2 separate regions of the Mus musculus genome follow, and region 1 is linked to region 2. A link is a contact called in public Hi-C data. All regions are on one chromosome and are shown on one strand. The core of a region is the stretch at or near the end of the contact, and the rest is flanking DNA. Distances in the headings are between cores, read along the strand shown.

Evidence for each region. Hi-C and Micro-C count contacts between places; a contact is called where the count stands out from the background.
Region 1: a contact with region 2 is called in a Hi-C map of stem cell-derived motor neurons, with 2.4 times the contacts expected there. The contact joins two enhancer-like sites. A contact is called at or near these places in 1 of 484 Hi-C or Micro-C datasets (stem cell-derived motor neurons) and 2 of 115 datasets of contacts at active chromatin or transcription factors (astrocytes and embryonic forebrain).

The regions. Positions count from the first base shown.
Region 1 is chr4:82,944,488-82,948,090 of GRCm38.p6, reverse strand. All of the region lies in intron 24 of Frem1 (Fras1 related extracellular matrix protein 1), which reads left to right. Among named protein-coding and RNA genes, the nearest start is that of Gm33260, 23 kb to the right of the region's middle. Within about 2 kb of position 2,315, at least 33 of the 459 cell types and tissues checked have an H3K27ac peak or open chromatin away from gene starts, as enhancers often do. A contact at or near this core is called in stem cell-derived motor neurons, where this site is marked.
Region 2 is chr4:82,343,103-82,346,497 of GRCm38.p6, reverse strand. All of the region lies in intron 6 of Nfib (nuclear factor I/B), which reads left to right. Among named protein-coding and RNA genes, the nearest start is that of Nfib, 160 kb to the left of the region's middle. Within about 2 kb of position 1,502, at least 74 of the 459 cell types and tissues checked have an H3K27ac peak or open chromatin away from gene starts, as enhancers often do. A contact at or near this core is called in stem cell-derived motor neurons, where this site is marked.

The sequences.
Region 1 (3,603 bases), core at 1,066-3,565, 600 kb before region 2:
GCTTCTCTCCATTCCTGTTTCTCTAGTTAATGCCCACAGGTCTGTCAGCTCCAGACAGTAATGGCTGCTGGAGGAACACTGCAATGAGCTGGCTGAAGAAGCCAGTGAATGAATTTAAACTGATGTAGGCAAGTGAAGGTGAGATACTGAGATGGCAGAAAACCTAAACCCAAATCCCTTACTACGTATGGGAGCACCACATGTGGGAGCAGTACACATGGGAGCACCACACATGGGAACACTACACATGGGAGCACCACATGTGGGAGCAGTACACATGGGAACACTACACATGGGAACACTACACATGGGAGCACCACATGTGGGAGCACCACACGTGGGAGCACCACACGTGGGAGCAGTACACATGGGAACACTACACATGAGAACACTACACATGGGAGCACCACACGTGGGAGCACCACATGTGGGAGCATTACATATCCCAAATTCTTGGACCTCATGCCAGTTTTGGCAACTCCAATCTCAGCTGGAAATCTGTCTTTTGAAAGGCACTCCCCAAGAATCTGATCACGGATGCCTCAGGACCAGCATCAGTGAGCTGGCCTAATCCACTGCTCTGAGTGTGTCTTCTTGAGCCTGCATGAAAATTTCCAGAAGCCCTGCCAGGCCCTCCTGTAGACAAAGGGAACTAGGGGGCTCATGGGTCCTCACCTCAACGTACTAACTGGACCTTCACTTCATTTTGTTTCTTGATATTCTGTTTTCTGTTTGATTTTACATACTGGGTTTCTTCAGCAGAAGTTTGTGGGGAAGCTCCTCTTGTCCAAATATCCACGTTGTTACCTTGGTCAGGGCACTAGACACTCTGTATGTCTTTCTTCCAAGCCTCTAGCCACCATTTTGAGAGAGATGCGATTGTTACCAGTTTGTGCACAGAATCCTAAATTTGAGAGACAAAGGCATTGCCCAATTGACGTAACAACTGTGCATCAGGACTTCCTTGGGAACTGAGAGTTTATTACAAAAGAAGTATTCTTTGCACTATACCTTTATCTTAGCAAAAATTAGTGGAGACTCTGTTTGTGCGAAGGAAGCCCTTCAATGTGTCATTCTGATCTGGGGCCAGCAGTTTTACATATTTATAATGGAAGAGCCTCGCATCTGCCCGAGATCCACATTTTAATCTTGTCATTTCGCTCACCCAATCAAGAGCTGCCGTGTTGTTTGTCAGGTGGCTCTAAACCAAAGCCGAGTGCCTGTTTTAATGAAAGTGTGATCATGGTGCGTTTTAAAAATTAAATATATGCAACCAATCTAATCACCCAAATTTATGTTGCTTGCTGTTAAATTTGGCACGGAATTTGGCTGGGTAAAAGAGATGAATTCTATGGTAGAGAATTTTCCCTCTTTCTCTTTTTTAATGTAGGATGTGGCAGCATTAATTAAATAGGGTTTAATGGTTGAATTTTACCTTCTGCAAAAATATTTTGTGAATCATAAATTTCCCCCGCATTGTTTGGTGCTGCTGGCCTGGAAGAGAGATTTGGCAGCCCACTCTAGGACAGATGACATGGAGCGATTAGCAAGCTGACTTCAGCTGCTGGCGGCTGGGTTCTGAAAGAACATGTTAATATCCTCCATTTTGACATGCCGGCTGGACTTTTTTTTTTTTTTTTCCTGAGGAGCTGGCACTATTTATGACTCCATTTTTATCTTTTAAATGCCATGACAGATGGTAGATTCTTCAGCCAACTCTATTGCCAGGAAATGCAGAAAGCTTGACAGCATTGTGGTAATGGTAAAATCAGACCAGGCAGACACCCCTAGACAAACCTGAAGTCATCCCCCAAATTTTCTGAGAGTGCTGGTCATTCTGGCTGCATCCTTTTTCAGGGGGCTGGGAGGGAATGGAAGGAGGGAGTAACAAGGGAAATCAAACAAAATGGACCTGCGAACAGAGCTAATGCTCCGCACGGCAGCCCTCCTCACCTCAGGGTGGACACCACTGACTTTCAGAATATGTTTGCAGGGTTGTGAAGGCAGGCACACGGGTGAGTCTCTCTCTTTGCTTCCATTTTGCGGGCAGGAGTTCTGCTGACCTTGTTTTGTGACTGTGCTAGCTTTATTCTGATGGGAATCCAAGCAGAACCATTCGCTCTGTCTCTCACCCTAGTGGAGGCTTCTCTGCCAGTGAGTAGCTTTCATCATTACTCACAAAAGTGGGATGGTGCATTTGATCCAGTCATGTTTAGAAATCACATCTTTTTTCATCCCTGACTTATTAGCTTTAGGTCAATGCAGACAGCTGCTTCAGTGTCCCAGCTGGGAGCACTGGCCTCAGTAAATGTATTTCTTACTCTTCCATGGTCCCTGGCCTGATCACCCTCATTCCCATCTGTCACATGGCACATTGCCTATTTCCCAGGTGGTCAGATTCCCCAGCATCAGGCGGGGAGGGGTGTGGGAAGGACAGGATGGGTCAGGAGACGATTTCAGTGTCCTCTAAGAGGTCGTGTGTGGCCCTGACACTGAGCTTGAAAGACCTGTTTTCAAAGGACTGAGTCTCCGGTCAGATATTAAAAATGGCCACCTTGGAACATCCAGCTAGTCACCTGGGCTCACACTAGCTCTTGATTTGTCTCACTTCCTTTTAATTTCTTCTTCCTTGTTAGCTGATATTTGACAGCCTTTTAATAGAGGCACAAATTCTTTAACTCTACAAGTAAGGCTAATATTAAAAATGCAGATCATGAGGGTGAGGAGATGGCTTAGCTGGTAGAATGCTTGCCATGCAAGGGTGTTGGCACACATCCGTAACCCCAGAACCAAGAACCAAGGAGGTAGACACAGGCACATTCCTAGGGCTCACTCTTTGCCCACTGCTGCCGAACTCATGAGGTCCAGATTCAGTAAAAGACCACATCAACAAACAAACAAACAACCATAAGAGCAATCAAGGGAGACACCTGATGTCAACCCCTGGCCTACACACATGTACACACACATACACATGCACACACAAACACACACATGCACCTGCATACACAAGGGTGCACACTCCACAGGGACACACACGTACACATGAAATAAAGTTTAAGAAAATTATAAAATTATAAATTATAAAATTATAAAATGGCATGCCTTTTAGCCTACATGGCTGCTGAGTTCCTGATAACTAATTTAAACTCCCCCAGAAAGCACATTTGATGTTGGGATGTGGTAGGGGACAGAGAGTCACTTCATTTGAGAAGAGGTTTGGGCAGGATGGACAGTGTGAAGCGTATGTCAGAGATGTAAATGGGAGAAGAGGCCTTGGAGATGTGTGTGTGTGTGTGTGTGTGTGTGTGTGTGTGTGTGTGTGTTCGTGAGCACACACGAGCGTCTCACTTCTTTCATGTGTCACTTCGGGTCACTAGATAGAGCTACAAGAGGGGAGCCTGTGCTGATATCACAGGGAAGAAGAGAATGAAGTCAGTCCTGTGAAGATCCTTGCCAGAGACAGAGCCAAGTGCTGCCCCTCAGAGTGCTTCCCCACTCTGAGGTCACTTCGACGCTGTCCACAAAGTCTGAAGAACACACACATAGCTCTTTAAGTGCACTTGATTTTTTTCATCAAAATTATCTGATGATACTTCATGT
Region 2 (3,395 bases), core at 253-2,752:
CTCTGCTTCTGCTTACTCTCATGGCACCACATCTGGTTGTATTCTAATGCCCAGTAATTTAACGGACTGATGATTTACTTGGACATTTGAATTTTTTTTTTCCTTGAGACACTGTCTCTGTCTCCCAAGTGCTAGGCTTCGTGCTTGGTTACTTGATACCTTCAAATCATAACGCATCAGGATCATTTGTTCCTCCTGTTCAACTAGCCATGGCTTTATCTAAGCCTGAGTGTAAAATGATCCAATAATACACTTGTAATACAGAGTTGAAAGTTTCTGAATGGAAAATATAATGGCTCCTCAATCTGATAAATAATAAGGCAATCTGTAATTTTAGATAAAATAGCAACTTAAAAGGACTCTTCGTGCAGTTAAACTTTAGGATTGAGATAATTAGGCTCATTCAACATTTATCAGAGTCTTATCATATGACAAGGATTTTTATAGATATTGGGCACACAAATATTATTAAGTTAGAATATTATTAAGCTCTGGTCCTGCTAAACAGAAAAATAATTGTTATTTATTAAAAGGGGCTTTATCAAAAATAAGTAAAGTGAGTGACAAGGGACTATCTTTATGCTTTGAAACCAACTCACTTCTGAAGCACCGTGAGCTATAAATCTTTACATAAAATCAATAAGACAGCACCTTAGAAAAGTTGTCCCAAGCTATATACTGATTTGCCATTAGTTAGAATTTTAAATTTAACTCTTGAGACCACGTAGACATCATGTTCCGATTACAGCAAATTCTTGGAAATATAGTTACTAAGTTTTTAAAAATATTCAACAGCAGACAATGCAGCTCCATGGTAGATAGAGTGCCAGCTGGGCATGTACAAAGATCTTGGGTTCCATTCCCAGCAGCACGCACACACGCACGCACGCACGCACGCACGCGTGCACACACACACATCCTGTTCTATAAAGAACTCTCTGCAGCACATCTTTCTGAAGTTTTGTATATTTGTACGTTCATGCCACTAACTTTGCGAATATTTTCCTCAGTGAAATAGTCTCTCCTGTGCTAACCTTCAGTTTGTACTGTCTAACGCTCTCTGAGGGATAGTGGTAGCCCTCAACAAATGGATTCAAGCAAAGGACCCGCAGGAAAAGTGGGAGCTAGAGATGAACGTTGTCTCTTGAGTTAAAGAAGAAATAAGTAAGGGTACCTGGAGTGAGGTACCATGTGAGAGAAACAGATTCAAGACCAGTACCACTTAATGTGAGTTTGGGAAGTGTTCCTAGACATGCTAGATATGAGTGGTCTACTAAGTTTGGAAAGTTCTGGTTTAACTCAGCTCAAACTCTTTTCTTTGCTGACTGAATATGTAGAGTATTAAATATACTGTTGTGTGCTGTTGCTTTCCGGGAGAGGCTGCTGACTTGATTAGCATGCTTATTGTGTGTGTGAGTTCAGAAGCCTCCCTCCCCCACACTAGGGAGGAGTTAGAGGGAGCATTAAGTCCAAACTTTGGGCAAGTGCCAGAACGCAGACTTTCTGTTTGATGAAGGCTGGAATCTCAAGGTTTCTGTGGGCTTGGGAGCTGAGTGAGCCCACAGCTTTCATGCTTGGCTGGGTAGCTGTTCCCCGAGAGTCATTAACGTTAAAAGCAGTCCTGGAGAAGGCAGGGGGTGACCTGGCAGGCAAAACTTACCAGCTGCCTCTGGGGACCCACTGACCACCAGTTCTGTTATGTTCTTGGAGTAGGCATCACCACAATCAAATAGCAAATCTTCAAGTATCAATTTCTTTTAACGTGAAAAGTAAAAACGGAGCTAACATCCTTTGATGGGATAAATGTGCATAGGAGCGGGTTGGAATTTAATGTATAAGCCCAGTTTTAAAGCTTCCTTCAACTTCCTGAGAAAGTATCCGAAGACAGGATTTGTAGCTGAGTGCCTTCTCCCCCCACCTCACTCCATGCCACTTTGGTATCAGAAAGCCAACCTCAGAGCCCCCCACCATGTCTGGATTATTTCCATCATCTACACTGCTGAGGGTGGAAAAAAATGAAAAGAAAAGAAAATCACATGACCATCTTCCAAACAGAAAGGAGAACAGTAAATTGTTCCTGAAGGCTCTCGTTAGAGTTCCTCTTGTTGCCTGCTAATTAACAGATATCTGTCTGCCTTTCATGTGCTTGAATGGAGACCGGCATGTTGGGTGGGGCAAGCTTGTGCGCGTGTTCCAAGGGCCCATACTGGCTAATATGGAAAAGTTGAGCTCTGGTTTCGTACTCTGGAAACTTAATGATTTAAAAGCACCAATTTTTCAGGGAAAAAAAAAACCCTAATACATAATTAGTTCCAAATAATAACAGCTGTTTGATAACGCAATGAAACAGATGAAAATTGGCAAGTAGGAGCCCCAAAGACGCTGAGTCCTGGGGTATCTCGCAGAGTTCTACGGCATAGTCAAACTGTATGCTTTAACTTGGTTTACGTGTTGATTTACAGTTGAAGCTGGAGAAGTTTGGAAAGTCAGAGTAACTGGACTAGCAATAACCTACACAGTGAGAACTTGATTTTCTAGACAGATCACAAGGTGCTGCAACCCTTGTGCATTATTCAAGAGAACTGGACAGGGCCAGTTTCTCTCCAGGTGATAGGCCTTGCTCAGGGGGAAGAGACCCAGCCTTTCCCTCACAAGTCTCCTCAGGAAGAGAGTTTTTCTGGAGAGCTTCATCGATGATCCTGTTAGGCCTTATAGAATAAAACAAGAGAATGAAAATGAATCTGTGCATTTCTCAGGGTTCTGAAAGAATTCTCAGAACACAATTGTTATATATAAGATATACAAATACACGTGCCTAAAACCAAATTATGAGGGCTGGGATTAGAGACTTTTGCCTGAAAGTATCACAAGTGAAGTGGTTTTGAGGAGTAAATGTGAGGAATCAGGGGTGCAGGGGTGACTGGCTACAAACCTGAAGGGTCCACTACCCTGTGTAAACTGACAATGCTCTGCCAGTCTTGCATTTTATATTTTCTAGCAATTAGAGAATATGCTAAGTAAATCATGCTGTTTGCTTATACATACTTCTAAGAGTTTCTTAACAGGTTTCTTAACACATGATACCGTTATTAGTTTAACTCAGATACGCTCTGAGGTTAAGACACCATAATATATTAAAGGTTCTCCTTTTGAGTAAAAATTTCAACTTGGCTGCTAAATGTTTTATTTTCAAGTACCTGTTTATCCTTTACCAAATACCCCCTCCTTCTCTCAGTAATTAAAGAGAGCACGTACATTTAAAGTATGCATACCTAAGAAAGGCAAGCTTCTGTTTTTATTTGGGCCTATCATTTATTGAGCACTTAATACCTGTTGGATGCTGAGTTTAAAATAGCTTTAAATGCCTTTAGAAAATTCCCACCTCTGGTCCAGCA